Regions from separate parts of the Mus musculus genome. Here regions 1 and 2 are each linked to region 3. A link is a contact called in public HiCAR-type data. All regions are on one chromosome and are shown on one strand. Each heading gives the region's core, a stretch centred on a gene start, on an enhancer-like site or on the middle of the called end of the contact. The rest is flanking DNA. Distances are from core to core; before and after follow the strand shown. Region 1 holds the start of Pank3 (pantothenate kinase 3). Region 2 holds the start of Rars (arginyl-tRNA synthetase). Region 3 holds the start of Fgf18 (fibroblast growth factor 18).

Region 1 (3,229 bases), core at 615-3,114, 2.6 Mb before region 3:
TTTTTTTGTTTTTGTTTTTCTGAGACAAGATCTCACCACATAACTCCAACTGGCCTCAGAATTTGGGGAGATTACTCGTCTCTGCTTCCTGAATGTTGGGGTAAAAGCTGTGTACCACCACACCCTGGTTCAGATTTGAAGTAAAAAGTTAGTGTGGTGGCACACGCCTTTAATCCCTGCATTAGACAGGCAGAGGCAGGCAGGTTTCTGAGTTAGAGGCTAGCCTGGTCTACAAAGTGAGTTCCAGGACAGCCAAAGCTGCAGAGAAATCTTGTCTACAAACAAACAAAACGAAACGAAACGAAAGCATCATTAATGCTTTCTATAAGCAGATAATCTAAAAACAAACAAACACTGTCTCTTAAGGACCATGCCCTGTAGGTGGAAGGGAAGCAGCACTGCACTTTGAGCCAGTACAAGGAGGGGACTAAAAGTCACTGAAGCAAAGTTCTCTTTCCTCATCTTTAAGCACTGAGAACTCTCACGTTTTAAGTAAATGTTTCTGGACTGCGTTGGAAGCTGAGTCTGTGAGGTTTATGGGAACAGGCAGGGAAGATGTTCATGCCCCCTTTACAGCTGACCTCTAGGCGCAGTTGTAGATGGCATAAAACACTAAAATCTGTAAAACCTCTATGACAGGAACACAGATCCCCACATGCCCAGTTAGTAGAGAATGAAAGAACAACATTCACAAAGACTGAGCCAATAAACAAGCCAACCGCAGGAATAAGAGGCATTTAAAAGACAGCTTGTGAACCTTGATGTGTCTCTCATAACAGGGTTAGAACCTTTGCATGTATATGCATGTACAACTACAGAAAAAAGCTCGAGGTATTTATCACCATATTAATGTGTTCGAAATAGCTGAAATACGATGTTTAACCTTGGTGTTTATCTGCTCCCTAAAACACAAAACCAGCTGATTTTCTAAACTGCCCAAGCCATTAATTTATCTACAGGCAGAGTACATGCACAAGCGTTGAACAGCTCCAAATGCAAGGCTGACAACTCCCAGGAACCCACCTGGACTTCAAGGACACGCGCAGGAAACCCAGAAACTGGGGAAAATGGGAGGGAGGTGGTGTACCAACCCCTATCTGACAGCCATGACTACCTCTTTTCAAGAGGGGCCTGGTAGCTGTGCTCCCATTTTGGTAAAACCCGAGTCAAGATTCTCCCGTGCACCTCCCAGATCTGCAGGAGCAAGAGAGCAGCGGGCAGGGGGACCGCAGGAGCCTGGCCCTCATGCATGGGGGTGGGGAAGCCCGCCGCCTGCAACCTGGGGCTGCAGCGATCCCTCCCTTCCCTCCCTGGCTGGCGTCCGAGAACAGTCGCGAGCTTAAAGCGGGCCGCTCCGCCAGAGGCTCCAAGGCCCGTCTTCCCAACCCACGGGTCCCCGGTCCCATCTTACAGGGTTTTTTGGCATCCTTGATCTTCATGGCGTCGGCCTAAGGCGCGAGGGGTAGCCTCGGGTGCAGAGCTCAGCGAGGAGAGGTGAATACTCCGGAGCTGGCTGGGCCGCGCGGCGAGGCCCGGCCGGTTCCTCCCCTCAGGCCGGGTGGGGCGGGCCTAGGGCGGGGCGGCGGCGCCTGAGGCCACAGGCGGCCCACGGGGCGGCCCAGCAACCCCGCAAGGGGCGGCCGGGACCGAGCGAGCCGGGGAAGGCCGCGGGCCTCGCCGCTCCGTGGCCCCCCGCAGCCGCTCCGAACAAAAGGCCCCGGTCCCCCGAGCCGCCGCCGCCGCCGCCGCCGCACTGAGAAATAGCCCGCCCAGGCCCAGCGCCCACGTGACTCAGGCCTCCTCGCCTCGCTCTCCGCGGGGCTGCTAGGAGTTGTAGTTCTCCGTAGAGTGAGGCTCCACTCTCCTGCGGCAGATGCTCAGGCGGACTACAAAGCCCAGGATGCCTCTCGACCCCTATTTCTAGCCCCCCTCCGCTTCCGGAGATCGCCTCAGAGTGGTCCCAGCGGGGAAGAGGCGGAGCCTTAGTCACGCCAGCAAGGAGGCCGCCAATGGTAGCAAGCCGTGGGCGGTCCTGGCAATTCCCGGGCTCTGGTCTCGTAGCGGCTGAAAGAAGAGAGGGGTTGTGAACTCTGAGGGCGCTGTGGCTGTCACGCAGTCGCAGATTTTCCTCTTGATGGTTTTTCCCTGTGATGGCTGTGTCAAAATTCAGGGGTCCAGACCACTGAATACGTTTGATGAGATAAGTCATCCGCTAAAGGAACACCTTGAATATTGGGGTTGGAAGGTCACTAAAGATGGTAACATTTGCTACATAATTATTATTTAATGTAATGTAGTCTAGCAGCCTTTTGAGTCACATGCGAGTTTTATTTACTGTGAAGATACGGCAGGAACGAGGCAGTCGAAACACTTGAAAGTTGTAGTATGGTCGTGGTGCAACGCCTTTAATCCCTGAACTCTGTGGAGGCAGAGGCAGGCAGATCTCTGGAAATTCGAGGCCAGCCTGGTCTACAGAGCGAGTTCCAGGACACCCAGAGCTACAGAGAAACCCTGTCTCATAAAACAAAACGTTTGAAAGCACATGCCTTTCAGGTTCCTCACAGGATCTCTCTAGTCTAGCTCCTCATTATAAAGAGGAAAGTGACTTTCAGAGAAAAGAATTAGATGCACCAGTTCTCAGAATAAACCCAGGATACCCTTTTCTCTACGCCTCTTGTGATTTGAGATCATCCATCGGAAAAGGAAGAGATGGTATCAAGGACATGGCCTCTCCTCCACTTTTATGTCTTAGATGGCAAAGAATTCAGTCATTGACAATATGTGGCTTGGTAGGAACCTCCATGTGCTTGCCCCTGGGGAGTTGGCCCTGGAAGATAGCATTCCAAGAAACAATCTAACTGGCGAGCTCTGCTGTCCTGCCTTTGCTGATTGCTATAGTTTGGATTTAGTTGCTCTAAGCCAAAATTCACACTGAGGCTTCATTTCTCAATGAAGTAGTGTGAGAAGGTGGGGCCTTCAGGAAGTGACTGGGTAATGGGGACACCAGTCTTGCGGTTGATCAATGACTTTCTCTAGAGACTGTATTACATCTCATGGGACTAGGTTAGAGCTTATGGGAATGAGTTGGGTCTGGCAGGTCTGGTTTAATTACTGTGTACTGGTGGATATAATGGAAAGTTAGCTTTGGTGTTCTGGCGACTTTCAGATTCACTTGACATTCTTCTTTGGATTTTACCGTGTAATGTTTGTCAGACCACCCCTGCCTCCA
Region 2 (3,101 bases), core at 415-2,914, 2.7 Mb before region 3:
AGTATTCCCTAACACATGACAATTACTGACTGACTGAAGGAAAGTCGAAGTCCTTCCAATCCGGCTGTGTAGCAATGGGAACATAGGCGTTTCTCAGTGGCTTGTGACCTCTTTTTTTTCCTTCCTTCTTCCTTTTTTTTTTTTTTTTTTTTTTTTTTTTTTGCTTGTTTGCTTGCTTACCTGGAGACAGGTCCTTACTCTACAGTCCTAAAACTCACTAACTCAGGCTGGAATGAATTCACAGCAATCACAGTGTTGTGTGTGTGTGTGTGTGTGTGTTTTTAACATTTTTTTATGTGCTGTGGTGATAGCCAAGTGCCTTAATGCAGCATTTTCTCAAAGTGGGTATAGGTACCACTGGTGACAATATAGAAAACTATAGGCCCGGAGAGGCAGCAGATGTAATCCCAGAACACAGGAAATGCTTGAGTTTTAGGCCAGCCCGCTCTACCTAGCAAAAAGAAAACACAGGTAGATATGGCTGCATTCTTTATTATCTATAATAATATGTTGATTGTTTTTGAAAGTTTATCTATTTTATGTATATGGGTGTTTTGTCTGCATGTATGCTTGCACACCAGGAGAGAGCATCAAATCCCAGGGAACTACATGTTCATAGGTGAGTGTGAGCTGCCATGTGAATACTGGGATCAAACTAGGACCTCTGGGGGAAAAAAAAACAGCCAGTGCTCTCAACCACTGAGCCACCTCTCAAGTCCTATATTTATTTAATATGTAGCATCTTTAGCCCACACACTCAGCCCATGGATTCATAGATATTATTGTTTAGGATGAAGATAAGTAAATTTTAACGTGAACTAAATCCATCTTGGTGGTAAAACCACGTTACCACGACCCTTGGAAGGTGGAAAGAAAAAGATCAGAAGTTCAAGACAAAAGATCAGAAGCTCAGCTAAATGCAAGACTACCCTGGGCTACATCTTTCAAACGAACAGAAGAGCCTGAGAGATGCTCCAAGAGGCTGCCTGGCTCAAGTCATTGTACCACCTTCCTTTCTTGGTAATTAAAACATTGTTTGCCTGGTAAGGAGGCTGAGGCAGGAGGATGGAGAGTCAAAGGTCAGAGTGGAATACAAAAAGTCTACACATGCACATGTGCGCGTGCACGCGCGCACTACACATACAATGAAAAGGAAAGCCATTGTTTTCTCTTTCCCCTTTCAGGCAGTCTCCATTAGTTTAAGGACCTTTTTTTATCATACATTCTAAACATCTTCACATCCTGGAGAGAGTATCTAGCACCTTAATGTGAACAACAACAAAAATGCCTGTTTAACAGAGGGATGAGTTGCAGGCAGTGGTGGCGCATGCCTTTAATCCCAGCACTTGGGAGGCAGAGGTAGGTGGATTTCTGAGTTCGAGGTCAGCCTGGTCTACAGAGGGAGTTCCAGGACAGCCAGGGCTAGAAACCCTGTCTCGAAAAAAACAAAAACAAAAAACACAAAAAATCAAAACAAAAGAGGGATGGGTTCTGTGCCCATGCCCGCGCCATGCCTCCAAGCAGAGGGTAGGTTGCTTTGGCCTGCTCCCCGCCTCTCTCGCAGTGTCTCCTGGATCCCGTTAGGGGGCAGCAGAGGGCGCGCCCTGAAAAACCAAAAACAGTGACTTACCCGGGTAGGAATTTCCGTTTCCGGCCCAAACTAGACACTTCCGCTTCCGGCCGCTTGGCATGTGAGTCGCTGACGAGAGGATGGACGGTCTGGTGGCTCAGTGCTCCGCGCGGTTGCTGCAGCAGGTTTGTCCCTGGGCGGGGCGGAGGGCTCTGGAGCGGGCGGCGGCGGGGCAGAGTCCGCAGTGGCTTCCACAGGCGGCCGCGGCGACCCCAGTCCGGGACCTCGGGGCTTGCGAAGCCTTGCTGCTCCGCTGGCCCTTTCCTCTTGGCCGGGTCGTGCGACTGTCACTCAGAGAAGAGAGGGTGGACAGCGAGCGAGGCTCACTCTGCTGGTCGCCCAGGCCAGGTTAGAGCAGGACAGGTGTGCCCTGAGACCCAGCCGGAAACTTCCCAAGAAGCCGCCAGTGTTGGTCTGGAACAGTGTCACAATTTTGAAAAACGAAAGTAAGACCAGCCCCTTTTCTTTTTCGGGCCTAGACACTAGCGTTAGGAACTCAGTTTGTCTAAGTCTTCCCTGGACAATAACTGCTTTTATGCAAATCATCCCCGAGGTGCAAAATAAATGGACAAGCTCTTTACTGCTGAGTCCAGTGAATAGTAGCAGATCTTGGAGAGATGGGGAAAAAAAAAACCATATATATATGAAGTTTACGTAGACCCAGAAAAGGCAAAGACGGACACTTGAGTGATTTCGAATATGACAAAAGATGGATTGACTCCTTTTTGTCTCGGGATCTAACCCAGAGCCAAGGCCTATGTGTGGCAAGCAGCACTGAGGGGTGCAAGTCCCCAACTCCTACTGATGTTTGTTGGTTTGTTTTGTCGTTTTTGATTTGGTTTGGTTTTTTTTAGTCCCAAGTCATTAGATTTAGCAACACAGGTAGTAAAGCCAGAAACTTGTACTCTGACTAAATCAGGATGCACCTAGCTAAAGAAGAGACTTCCGTGTTTGACTCTGGCCCTGGACTTTCAACTCACAGCCTCTCAACTGCTAGGACTGGAGATGTGTACTGCCATGCACACTTGGCTGAGTTATATTCTCTGCCCCGCAGTCCCTCATCCCCAGCACACACATGTGAACTCAGTTCCATCTCATAAAGGATGATTGCTGACGTCAGTAAAATCATTGCAAAGTCCATTCTCATTTTTCTACCCCACATGTTGTGGAGAGCGAAATGAGGAAGTCTGTGGTAAGGTTTGCCATTATCCGGGAAGCATTTGTTTGACCTGGAAAAGTTGCCTTTCCCTTACAGGAAAGGGAGATTAAGGCTCTGACTGCTGAGATCGACCGGCTGAAGAACTGTGGCTGCTTGGAAGCTTCTCCAAGTTTGGAACAGTTACGAGAAGAAAATTTAAAATTGAAGTATAGGCTGAATATTCTTCGAAGGGTAAGTGCTCCGGATGTTTTCAAATAATTTGTTGTTGCTGTTGTTGTTGTTACTGAAGATTCTAGAAGTACGTGCTATAAG
Region 3 (3,089 bases), core at 557-3,056:
GAATTTAGGAAGTTACTAGTAACTTTGCAAGGCTAGTTCAGGCAGCCCAGACAATAAACATAAAATCAACTTCCTTTCATGCAACAATTCTCTCAACAACTCGATTTCGCAAAGGTTTTCAGGATTTGTTTTTAATACTGCCCCCTTAGCCTCAACTTTGAAAAAGAACTGAAAGTCGCTTACAGGGAGGTCTGGTCCTTGGAACAAATACTATGTTTCTATAACTTGAGAAATAACACCACCGAGCAGCACCTTCTTCACTTTGCTCCAGCGAACGGGGAATAACAACCACAGCTACGGACACAAGGCCTTTAAATCAAATAATCCGAATTCCTGAGTTTTGCATTTTGAGCTCGTTCTCTAGTTTCTTGCCCACTGTGACCTGTTTGTTTTAGCATCAGTCCAAAGCAGAACTTGGCTGACCCAGGCTCTAGACAGAATGAGGCAGGCCTCTGACAACAATATCTACATTTGGGGGTTAATGGAAGGACAGAAAAAGTTCAGGGTTGGTGATCAAGGGCAGGAAAACTAGCTGCTTAGATTGCGAACTGAAGAGGACCTGGAGTGAGCGCTGACCAGAGTCCTGGCTACTCCCAGGCATGTAGCCATTCAGGGGCGAGGTTACAGCGACATTTTTGAGCCGCTAGGTGGTAGCCGTGTGCTTCCAAAACCCGGGTCACCTAACTAGAGAACGCAGCTGGAATCCCTAGAACCGACCTTAGAGTCCCAGAGCGGGGGAAGGGAGAGAGACGCCCCTGAGACTTTGCCATCTCCTACGGCAAAACAGAAGAAGGCGTTACTTAGCGTAGTCATCCCACGGTGGTGGTTGTGGTGGTGGTGCGTGTGTCTGGGAAAAGCCACTATCTTGCGTGGCCTAAGGGTAAGGGTAAACACGACTCCTTTCAGTTGAGTCACCCCACCGGGCGGGCCTCGTCTGTCCTCCCCTTGCTTCCCAACTCTAGTGGATGTGAATATGAACAGCAAATGTGAGCATTCTTTGGGAACCCCGCCTGCTCCATTCGGCCAATATTAGCCTTGTGTCGGAGAGCTCCGACGGCTTCCAGCGCTCACCAGGTCCAGCTTCGTGGGTTCTGCCATGCTGAACGGCCAGTCCCATTGCCGACAGTATTGAGTGCCTCCCCTCCAACCCTGAGCCGCCAGAAGGAGGAGGCAGCGGAGAGGCCGCGGCAGGCAGGCGAGCAGGCAGGGCCGGCTTTGATGTGGGCGCGGCGCACCCAGCCGCGCTGAGCGCCCGTCCGGCCGCGCCCCGAGGGGGGAGCCCCCGGGCCCCGCATCCTCATTGTGCCGGCGCGGGCCCGGACCCGCCCCTGGCCCCCCGCCCCCTCGCCGCCCTCGCGTAGAAAACGCCCCGGCCGCCGCCAGCGGTGGGAGGCGGCGATGCGCACGGCCGGAGAGACACAGAGGAGGAGACATGAGCCGGCGGGCGCCCAGACGGAGCGGCCGTGACGCGTTCGCACTGCAGATGCGCGCCCCAGCCTCGGAGCGCTGACCCCGGCCCCGCTAGCCTCGCGTCCCGGTTGCGGCGCCTCTGCCGCAGCACCCGCCGTGCATGCTGCCCCTGGACTGAACCCGCAGCCCGCGTCTCGCGAACGTCCAGACGGCCCTCCCGTCCGCCCGCTTCAGTCCAGCTTCCCCGCACCGGCCGGGCTCCTCCCGCACCGCGTTCGCCCCACAGCCCCCGCGCCGGCTCGGAGGGCGCAGCGCTCCGGAGGAGCCGCGCGGGGCGCTGATGCCGCAGGGCGCGCCGCGGAGCGCCCCGGAGCAGCAGAGTCTGCAGAAGCAGCCGGCAAGGAGGGAGCAGCAGCAGCGGCGGCGGCGGCGGCGGCGGCGGCGGAGGCGCCCGGTCCCGGCCGCGCGGAGCGGACATGTGCAGGCTGGGCTAGGAGCCGCCGCCTCCCCCCCCGCCCCGCGATGTATTCAGCGCCCTCCGCCTGCACTTGCCTGTAAGCACCCGCCCGGGTCTGGCCACCCTGCCTGGATGCCTGTCCCTGTGCGTGTGTGGCTCTGTCTGTCTGTCCGCCCGACTTTCTGCTACGTGTCTGTCTGTCTATCTGTGCCCCTTCCTCGGATCTCACTGACCTCCTCTCCCTCTTTCTCCCGCAGGTGTTTACACTTTCTACTGCTGTGCTTCCAGGTTCAGGTACGTGGGCTCCTGAGAGTCGAGTCGTGTCTCTCCCCCACCCCCCTGCCAACCCCAGCGCGCTCTTCTTCGAGGTGCTGGCCGACCCCCCTTCCCGGGACCGCGCCCCCTCTCGGTGCCCCACCCCTCCTGGGCAACAAGCCCAGTGCACCTGTTCCCAGGGCGCAGAAGGGCGGCTTCGCGCGCGTCCTGCGCTGGCGGTATCAGGCCAAGGGCTAGGAGCTACTGCTTGAGCCAGTGCAGACTGTCGCGGCCTCGGTCAGCCTCGGTAGGGAAATCTCTCAGAGTCGGAGGGCTGACTCTGGCCCGAGTGATGTGTGGGACTCCAACCTCCGACCACAGCTGGCGAGGTAGGGACCTAGAGGTTTTTATGCCAACTGTCCCTTTACGGCTTGCTTGTCCCTGCAGACAAAAAGGTTGTTTTCAGCTAAGTGGATTTTGAGTCCAGAGAGAGAGAGCTTTAGTTGTAAATTACTCTGTGTGTGTGTGTGTGTGTGTGTGTGTGTGTGTGTGTGTGTGTGTGTGGAGAGAGAGAGAGAGAGAGAGAGAGAGAGAGAGAGAGAGAGAGAGAGAGAGAGTTCTCCCCATCCTGCTGCGCTCTGCTCCACATGTCCTTGCCCAAGGTGGTGCAGCCCAGGGCTTGTTCCCTGCCTGGTCCCCGTTCGCTCTCTGTGAATCAGAAAAGGGCTTGGCGCTCAGCCTGGAAAGCACTTGCTAAAATCTGATCTGTTACTTCAGCAGCTTTCAGACTCGGGAAGGTCTTGGCACACAGACAGTTGGAATGCTCTGGCTTCCAAAGCCGTGGAAATGAAGGAAAAGGGGGGGGGGGGTAGGGAGTCGACTTCAGCCCCGATTAGAACCAGACCAGGGCTGCCTCAGCATGGTGTGTGTGGGGCGGGGTGTGTGTGTGGGGGGGGGTGGCAATAAG

What was found. HiCAR-type assays count read pairs that join an accessible place to other places.
Region 1: a HiCAR-type map of astrocytes shows a contact between it and region 3, with 4 times the contacts expected there. The contact joins the promoter of Pank3 here to the promoter of Fgf18 in region 3. A contact is called at or near these places in 1 of 484 Hi-C or Micro-C datasets (CD8 T cells), 1 of 115 datasets of contacts at active chromatin or transcription factors (astrocytes) and 2 of 9 other capture datasets (adipose tissue and liver).
Region 2: a contact with region 3 is called in a HiCAR-type map of astrocytes, with 5 times the contacts expected there. The contact joins the promoter of Rars here to the promoter of Fgf18 in region 3. A contact is called at or near these places in 2 of 39 promoter capture datasets (embryonic stem cells and pre-B cells), 1 of 484 Hi-C or Micro-C datasets (pre-megakaryocyte-erythroid progenitors), 1 of 115 datasets of contacts at active chromatin or transcription factors (astrocytes) and 2 of 9 other capture datasets (adipose tissue and liver).

What each region holds. Positions count from the first base shown.
Region 1 is chr11:35,768,130-35,771,358 of GRCm38.p6, reverse strand. Pank3 (pantothenate kinase 3) reads right to left here and starts at 1,864. Exons shown (of 7, transcript NM_145962.2): 1 at 1,412-1,864. The coding sequence starts at 1,439.
Region 2 is chr11:35,833,091-35,836,191 of GRCm38.p6, reverse strand. It overlaps Rars (arginyl-tRNA synthetase), which reads left to right and starts at 1,664. Exons shown (of 15, transcript NM_025936.3): 1 at 1,664-1,755; 2 at 2,886-3,020. The coding sequence starts at 1,711.
Region 3 is chr11:33,146,117-33,149,205 of GRCm38.p6, reverse strand. Fgf18 (fibroblast growth factor 18) reads left to right here and starts at 1,806. Exons shown (of 5, transcript NM_008005.2): 1 at 1,806-1,964; 2 at 2,125-2,161. The coding sequence starts at 1,933. RefSeq lists an enhancer at 1,201-1,231 and promoters at 1,046-1,989, 1-1,989.